Regions from separate parts of the Mus musculus genome. Here region 1 is linked to region 2. Evidence: chromatin contacts called from public promoter capture Hi-C data. All regions are on one chromosome and are shown on one strand. Each heading gives the region's core, a stretch centred on a gene start, on an enhancer-like site or on the middle of the called end of the contact. The rest is flanking DNA. Distances are from core to core; before and after follow the strand shown. Region 1 holds the start of Vxn (vexin). Region 2 holds the start of St18 (suppression of tumorigenicity 18).

Region 1 (4,942 bases), core at 184-2,683, 2.9 Mb before region 2:
CAAAAAACCCACAGAAACAAAAGGCAGAGATAAAGTAAATGGAAAGGCCACCTCTATACACACAGATCTAATTCATTCCTCTTCAGAAGGGTTGACTTTCAGAATCTCCAGAGCGAATTTCAACTCCTACACATGGGCACACTCCCAACTTCCCCTTTCCTCCCTTTCCCTCAGTAGTAGATGTTGAGAGCTCAATTTATGTTTAGCTGTTTGCCTGTGCCCAGGCTGAGTCTCCACCCCTGGTAACCCCCCTCAGTATTGGACAGAGGAAGAAAAGAATAGTTTGAATGTGTGCTCCCAGCACTAGCAAACATTCAAACCATTTTAGCCAAATATCACAGTCAAGCCAGGCGTAAGCCTGTGCCACAGCAGGACAAGGGGCTACAGGGTCAGAACAATGGCAAGGTAAAGCTGACTGGATCATCGGCCCTTCCTCAAATTTGGACTCACAAGCCCTTCCCAGGGATCCGCACCAATGGCCAGGACCCAGAGGTTATAACGTCAAGATTCCCTTTTGGTAGTTCCCTTTGTGGTCCTATGGATAAGTCAGCCTGGGGTCAGCTTCATTGCCTTTCTGGGTGTTTGATTGCCTTTCTGGAGTCTTTTCCCTCCCAAGTCAGATGGAGTTGGCTTTGGAACGGCTGATTCTCTCTTCAGAACCTGCCCTTTTTTTTTCCTTTACCGGAGACAATAAGAAAGCTTATTAGGCTGCCCTGGAAATTTTGTTTCCATCGTTGTCTCTTTAACAATCACTTATTGTCCCAGCCTTTGAGCCTGCTGGGTTGTCCGTTTCGAATTAAGTGAAGCAGGAAGGCTATGCTGTCCTCGTCCCCGCCTGAATAGATTGTTTCCCTATGATTGATGTTTATCCTTGTGCCCCTCTTCAGAAAAGGGGGACATCAAATGACATCGACACGAAGAAGCCAGCAGACCTCGGGACCCGAGGGTACCAAGTACTAGTGTACCTTAGTCCGACAGCACCGGGTCACCTCCCGCATAAGATGCCACAATAGGGGACGCCAAGAGCGGTTGTTAGGATTATTACTCACCCTTGGAAGGAATCACCGTGGTGAAAACTTCAATATTCTCATCACTGCAGCTGTAGATCTGATGCATGGTCTCAGCCCCCTGCCCTGCAGGGTGTCCGGGAGCCCGTGGCCTCTCTCTGGAGCCCTAGTCCCAGGGTCTCCTAAGCCAGTCTGGCTCTGTGATCATTGTGCAGGTCCACAAAAGGCAGGCTGCCTGTGCCTCTCATGACAGTCTCACCGCAGCAACATTTCCTAATCCCATCTGTCTTTTTTTTTTTCTTTCTTTCTTTCTTTCTTAAATGACTCCTATTATTGCAAACCTTTGATTGAACACGGAGCCTTCCGTCTCTCCCTCTCAGCTAGGATGTACTTAACAATTTTATTTTCCAGTGTCTGCCGCAGTGAATTTGGAAGTCTTTTGTGAAGTGACGAAGTGAATTCGCCTACTCAGTTAGCGCACAGCTTGGCTGGAGGATTTCACAGAAGAGGAATAGACGAAACGTCAGTTTTGCTATCAGTGTGCCCGGGTCTCATTCCAGAAAGGAAGGGCTTTTTCTCCTCCTCCAGGGGAACAGGATCTTCATTTGTCATATGTTAACTCCGCTCCCTTCAAAGTTTCTATTTTAAATAAAAGGACTGTTTTTTCACCACATATTTTTCTCAATCCACTTTGACAACAAGGCTTACATTTCAGGAGGTGAGAGTTTAGTGTTTCTTTGTACAACCCTACAGGTATGCATAGTCACGCAACAGGCAGTGCACACACCAAGGGACCCGTTTATAGGATAGTTATATTTTATTATCTTCTATATTGGAATGTATTTATTGCCTTATCTTTTTATGTTATATAGTCTATGGGTATGCTATATTTTCCTCATATAATCTTTCCTAATATATACACAAATAAATGTCATGGTAGCTATACATTTCATAAACATATATAAGCATATGCATTTTATCCAATCCCACTACTTTTTATTATGCTACACAGTTTCACACCATAAGACTGATGGAGTGTAATGAAATTAACAGTGACAGCTGCCCTATTAAATATTAGTTACAAGTCATGGAGCTAGCTATATGATATCATTGAGTATCTATAACTAACCAATGGCTCTAGCTAATTATTATTTTACCGTGGTATTCTCAAGAAACTGAAGTATGAAGACTTTAGCTTCTTTAATGATTAAAATAGCTAATTTGCACCAAAATTGGATTTAATCTCTAGATTGACTGAAAAGTTAATAAACTAGCTCCTCAAACTCTCTCTCTCTCTCTCTGTGTGTGTGTGTGTGTGTGTGTGTGTGTGTGTGTGTGTATGATGCTATAGCCCAGGCTGGCCCCAAACTCATAGCCTTCCCAAAGTAGGGATTACGAGTATTTACAACCATGTTCTATTAATTTCTAAAATTTTATTTAATGTGTATGTTTTGCCAGCATAGGACAACAGATCCCCTGAACTGGAGTTACAGGTGATTGTGACCTGCTATGTGGGTGCTGGGAATCAATTCATGGTCTTCTAGAAGAGCAGTTGGTGTTCTTAACCACTGAAACATCTCTCCAGTCTCTTTGTGTTCAATTCTTTAGTCTTGACTTGCCATTCTTTAACCTTGGGTGAACCTAGTTCATCATATTTTAGACATGGAGTTGTGTCTACTGATATTTCTGTACTGGACAAATGTTTGCTCCCTAGGTAGTTTTCAGCACTTCATCTCTTTCTCTGTGAATTACACCTATTATAGGGGGTGCCTCTGGCTAGCCATGTTTGCTCTATCTGAGGTGAATGGCTAATCCTATGTGCTGCCTTCTGCATACTGAAATGGGGCTTTGGTTTCAATTTCAGAGATATGATCTGGTCTTATAAATCCCAATCCAACAGTACAGGTTGGGGCAAGAGGATCACAGCCTAGATAATATAGAGAGTTAAGGCCAGAATAAGCTACATAAACAGACGTTATCTCAAAGACTAGCAAAACATAAGAAGAACTAGGATATGGCCAGCGAGACGATGCAGAGGGGAAATTGCTTGTTGTGTAGGTCTGAGGACATTATTCATTCCCCAGATCCCACAGTGGAAGAAGATAATTGACTCCCTAAGTTGTCCTCTGACCTCTATATGTATGCATGCATCCACACACTTTGATACACACAAAAAGAAAATGGTAGTAACAATGGACTGGACAGGCTCTTGGGAATATAAATCCCAAGTAAAGAGTTTTAGTTGAGGAGGGTACCTCCTTGGCCTCTATTCCCCTACACTGGGGGCATCTATCAAGCTTTCAAGACCTCTTTTCCCATTGATGTCCTCTACTACATATGCAGCTGGAGCCATGTGTACTCCTTGGTTGGTGGCTTAGTCCCTGGGAGCTCTGGGGAGGGGGGTCCTGGTTGGTTGATATTGTTGTTCTTCCTATGGGGTTGCAAACACCTTCAGCTCCTTCAGTCCTTTCTCTAACTCCCCCATTGGGGACCCCACACTCTGTCCAATGGTTGGCTGCGAGCATCTGCCTCTGTTATTTGTAATTCTTTGGCAGGGCCTCTCAGAAACAGTCATATCAGGCTCTTATCAGCAAGCATTTCTTAGCATTCACAATAATGTCAGGATTTGGTGACTGTATATGGGATGAATCTCCAGGTGGGACAGTCTCTGGATGGCCTTTCCTCAGTCCCTGCTCTGCACTTTGTCTCCATATTTGCTCCAGTGAGTATTTTGTTCCCCTTTCTAAGAAGGACCGAAGCACCCACACTTTGGTCTACCTTCTTTTTGAGCTTCATGTGGTCTGTGAATTGAGTCCTGGGTATTCTGAACTTTTGGGCTAATATCCACTTATCAATGAATGCATACCTTGTGTGTTCTTTCGTGATGGGTTACCTCACTCAGGATGATATTTTCTAATTCCATCATTTGCCTAAGAATTTCATGAATTCCTTGTTTTTAGTAGCTGAGTATTACTCCACTGTGTAAATGTACCACATTTTCTTTTCTTTTTCTTTTAATATTAAAGTTTATTAATAATAATTTCTTTTCATACAATATATTCTAACCAGTTTCTCTACCCCAACTCCACCATATACTCCCCTCATGCCACTGACGCAAATCCAGACCCTTTCATTCTCTCTCCCATTAAAAAACAAACAAGCAACTAAAGCAAAACAATAATCAAAACAAACAAGCCAGACTAGGACGAAATCATCATTAAAAATAGAAGCAAAAGAAATGCATATGGATACAGAGACATACACACTCATGTACACAAAAATCCCACAAAAACATACGATTGGAAACCATGGTGTATAAGCAAAGGATTTGTAACTGGCCACTTAGACTCTAGAAGCATGCTTCTCCAGTGTGAGGATCGGGTGTGGCGGCAGTCCCAAAGGCGCCAGGGACTGCAGCTAAGTCGTATGACTTGCACCTGACTTCCTCATATAAGCCACAAACATCTTGAGAGCTGCACAGGTGTACCAGGATACCGGTGAATCCATTTTGATGGAGATATGCCCCTGCTGCCCTGATTAGCTGAAGCTGCGTGCCTGGTGAGGTGGTGTGGCCTGCTGTGCGTGGATGGGAACTGAGAGTATATAAGAGTGAGAGGCCCTGGTTAGAAGGAGGATGATTATTCGAGGGAGATATAAACAAGGGAGATATAAAGAAGAAACAGGACTGAATAAACGTGTGCAGAAGGATCCTGTAGCAGCGTCGTTCTTCCTGGCCAGTTGGGCGCGCGCAAGACTCCAGCCCATCAACCTTAGCTCCTGTTAAGAAAATATTCTTCCTCTGTTCCTCCTCTACTTTGTATATGTACCCCGTTTTCTTCATTTTATCATCCAATGCTAGATATAAAATTTGGATTGACCGTATGTCTTGTCCATGTGAGCAATGAGCAATACATTTTCTGAATCCATCCCTCTGT
Region 2 (4,577 bases), core at 1,789-4,288:
GACATTTCTGCAAATAGGATAGGATGTCTACCTAATATAAATGTGATTGGAGGGAGTTACTCAGTGACACATTTATGTTTAAACCTAAATACTTGTGTACATATGGTAGGTAGAGACACACATACTGTCTCCCATAGACACATATGCAATATGAGAAAGCTTCTCTTTTCGATTGCCCATATTTCCCTAGATTGAAAACTGAGACTTTTAACTTCCCTGAGTGTTTTATAGCATTGAACTAATTCAAAATGATTAGCTATTGTCATAAAAATCAACATCGTATTGACTCAATCATGAAGACCTTTACCAAAAAGCAAAGACTTGGTAGCTCATTATCTACAATGGCAACAGAACCCCATTCCAGTGTCCCCACCTATATGCATTATGAGCAATGAAGTCTTTACTACTTGGATCCTTTTTTCCAAATGAATTAATGAATTAAATTTATCCTTTCACCAGCTGCTAGGCAGCAGATGGAACCATTTCTGAAGCCTTGTTGAATTCAATCCATAAAACTCATTTCCTAGGATTAGCAGTCCAAAGTTTCTTTTAATGTTTATATACCACTTGGGATTTTGAATTTCATGATGTTAAACTTTCAACTTAACTATTCTTTTGCATTTCATATCAAACAATTATGATCTTTTGGATTTCAATAGCAGACATGGAAGGTCACATAAGGATAAGAAATAATTTTAACAGCAATAAATTCCTGTGAGTTGCATTTTTTGATATGTTTGTCCACACTGCTATATGCCACAGAGACTGTTCTCATTAGGCTTACATGATGATGGCATAGAATTCTATATGTGGTAGTTGTGAATTTTACTTATTTCCACTTAAGTAGTTTAAAGATGCAAACAAGAGCACTAGTTGACTGCATGAAAGTTTAAGCTGTTTCTGAGTTTTAAATTTAGTTATACATGAGATTGCTACATTATCTGAAAAGAAATGCTATATCCACTAGGTTGGTTTCTCTAGTAGCAATATAATTTTAACTTTCAGAAATGGGAACAAACCAATTACATGGATTCAGAGAAATGCATTTCTATAATGATTAACTTTTCAGAAGCCTAATACCTTGGACAGCTCCAAGTACCCCTTGCCTTTCCTTGTCACCTGTAGTTAATCCACAGACAAGGAAACACAAAACTTTAAATCTTTGTGGTTGGTATAATAGCAGAAGAATGGCAGTCACTATAAAGACTCTCATTCAAGGCTAACTGAATTAGACTCTTGAGAAAGGTTCCAATGTACTTTACAGGTTTCAGATACAAACCCCATGTGCTCCAGGACACAGTGTATCCAAGTTTAAAATATTAAAGCCTCTGATGCTCTTGCTGTAACACAAATATGACTAAGAGAAGAGTGAACTGCTCTTGTGGGCAATGGTGATTTCCGCTAATTTGGCATAAGAAATCTATATTAATCTAATATTGTAGTAAGCCAAGAAGGCCACATAATAATCGCCACGGAGTAATTGAATATTTAGAATGAGAAAAAAGGGATCATGGATAATCTGAGGTTACAGCTAAAACTAGGATATTGTGCTGGTGATACTAGCAAATAAAAATTTTAAAGTTAGGGAAATTTCAACCCTAATTTCAATCCTATTTTCTATTCTGGATTTATATACTAAAAAATACTTCCTCATTATAAGGACATAATTATACCCAATATTTCTCCATCAAGATTTCTTTTTAATTTGTTGGGTTGTATACTGCCAATTAATCCATAAGGTAATATCACACCACCATTTTTGACGTTATTCCTAAAAATAAAACAAGACTAGAGCCATTACATGATACACTCTGCCTATTAGCTGCTGTGTTCTCTGAAACTGAAAGAAAAGATCAGAACACCCTTTCAGGAAACTTTGATTATTCCAATGTACATCAAAGGAAGCCTTCTTAACAGGTGTTTGGTTGACAACATAATATGAGCTAAGGTATTGCTCATCAAAGTATATAAAAGTTTTCCCTTAACAATATTTCACGGAAATCGTCCTTCTATGAAATTTTGTTCAAGGTTAGTGTTAAGTTTCTTGTTTTTCAGCTTTTAAAACATGACTTTGTAACTTCTGCGCAGTCTTCTGACATGCCCATCTATCAGAGATGAAGTGTTTCATCTTTTAAGGAGACTAGTTTTATTCAATCCTCTAAATATGCAAATGCAATAATTTATATGTCCAATTTATGAATTTAAACATCTTGACTGATCACAAACTTTTTCTCTTATGTGTAGCTAATACCAGTTTCTGATTTTTTTAGGAAGAATCCACAACCCCCCCTTTTAGATAATGGCTATCAATGCAAAATTACATTAACAACTCTTAGCACTGCCAAGGTTCAATTCTAAATAAAGACTTGTAGCACATGAGATCTCACTGATAATTTGTGTGACCTCAAATTTAGTTTTACTTTACTTTTTTTCCAGACAAAAAGTGTATTGTATCATATTAAGTATTTCCTATGGCCAATTCACACATTTCAGAAATATATATGAACAAAGGCAGTAGCTGACACAGCTTAAGCACAATTACACCATTTTATTCTGAACTCCTCAATATCGCTTTTTGGGAGGAGAGTGAGAAAGTGGGGGTGGGTGGTGGTGAGTGAGTTTCAAATCATGCCAGATGAACATCACAACAGAAAGCAAAGCAAAGCACAGTAAAACGACCATGAGCCCCTCAGCCTTTAGAAGCGACCCCCCACTCACCTACTCACCCACCCACCCACCCAATCAGAAACAAAAGTCACTATTAACAACTAAGACCTGAAACTTGCTCACTGTCTGAACTCATCGACATCAGGGTAAACAGAATGTGGTAAAAAAGTTTGAAACTTACTTTTTTGTGTTTGTTTCCAAAACTATTTCTCTTCTCTCTGGTGTGCTGACAGGAGACACTAAAGCTGTTGCCTTGAAAGGTAGTCTCCATGATATGACATCCAGTGCCTTTGACTGCTCGGAGATAAGCACCTGCGTGTAGCCCTCCTTACGTCACACCTCCCTATTCAGACCTTCTCAATATGATCCACATTTGCACATCAACAGCCTCATGCGCACACACAGATTTTTTTTCGGCTCTGGGCCCAAAACTTTCACTTTAATTTTCATCACATGATTGCTGTGGCATATGTCCTTCCAAACCGCCCATATATCAGTCATCATGCAAATGAGATGGAATATCACTCCTCTGCAGCAGATGGCCAGGGATGATAACAATGGCTCAACAGAGGAGATTCAATGTCCCTGACTTTATCGCCACGGCAACAACAACCTAAAATATATGTAATGGAAGTGGTGCTTATTAATTTTGCAGGCTCGAGTGTTCTGATTTTGTGAGTGAATGGGCTGAGTTAAAAAGGGGGCTGTGTCCTCCTGCCTCTAGAAGACTATCTATAAAAGCCAGGGACCTGGAAATTATTTTCAGTGACTAAGAAGGCAACAGCCTAGCAATTATTTGAGTAATTAGGTGTAATTCCTCCCTGTAGGCCTTGTACCCTCCTGCGCTTGCTTCACAGAAGCTCACGAATTAGACAGCACCGATACTGAAAAGAAAAGTGCCTCAAGATACAGCAGGAGAGCTTGCAGGAGCGCTGTCACTTGGCCTCCACCGGGCTTGGTAAACACAAGCCCCAAGCTATAAGTAAATAGAGGCCCCACTTCACAAACACAGACCAATTAAAATGACAAAGGCAGCCACACTTTGGGGTGGAGCTTAGCTTCCTTGTGAGTGGCACACAGAATAGTCTCTGGGTTCAGGCACAGAGCCTGTTTCCATGACTGGCTGTCAGGATTGGACAGGAACATACACATCTCTCACGCAGCAGGTTGTGCCTTTCTCATTAGGGCTCTCTTTTCTCCCACAAGGGTACTTTTATTACAGACTACAAGGGAATATTCCATAGATTTTTCCATTCCTAACTGCACTAAAAAATGTAAATCTCAGAAAAAAATTAATCAATTTTTCAAAATTTGCAACAAGCCCACGTGCAATTTAAGGCAACAACTAACAGACTGCCAGGCCCACTGGGGGCAGTTCTAGAACACACAGGGTTAAAGGAGATAGATGAGCTCTGAATATTATTCTGGAAACTTAAAAAAAAAAACGTTACTTACAACATTTCATATTGACTAGTAAACCACCTTCCTTCTTATAGGGCTGAAGCATATATCAAAACTTTCGAAGCTATAGTTTACTTTTCTCATTGCTTTTTTAAAAAGGCACTATAGAAGTACCTAGGACAGGAAAACTAGATTCTCCTGCTAATTTAAAAACAGACATTAATAAAGAACCTGGACTGCCCTGGAGGAGGGTAGCTGAAAGAAGTAAAAAAAGAACTCAAACTTTACATCTTCTAACTTGGCTAACCTCAGACACAGTCCTGGGTCCCCTTCCCTGGGAGTCCACTCTTCCCTGAGCACATCTGCTGCCCACAGTTGTAATGTTAAAATTCACAATTCTGTTTTAGAAAAAGAAAGAAAGAAAAAAAATGCTGGTCACAAAAACTAGTCACATATCACATAGAGATATGTCTACATCACCTAGAGAAATACTTGACAATCTAACTTTT

The links. Promoter capture Hi-C pulls out the DNA fragments that hold promoters and counts their contacts.
Region 1: a contact with region 2 is called in a promoter capture Hi-C map of hippocampal neurons, with 8 times the contacts expected there. The contact joins the promoter of Vxn here to the promoter of St18 in region 2. A contact is called at or near these places in 2 of 39 promoter capture datasets (frontonasal cranial neural crest and hippocampal neurons).

The regions. Positions count from the first base shown.
Region 1 is chr1:9,597,758-9,602,699 of GRCm38.p6, reverse strand. It overlaps Vxn (vexin), which reads right to left and starts at 1,433. Exons shown (of 6, transcript NM_178399.4): 1 at 1,050-1,433. The coding sequence starts at 1,116. The region is part of intron 3 of 2610203C22Rik (RIKEN cDNA 2610203C22 gene); the gene reads left to right.
Region 2 is chr1:6,728,512-6,733,088 of GRCm38.p6, reverse strand. It overlaps St18 (suppression of tumorigenicity 18), which reads right to left and starts at 3,038. Exons shown (of 22, transcript NM_173868.2): 1 at 2,849-3,038.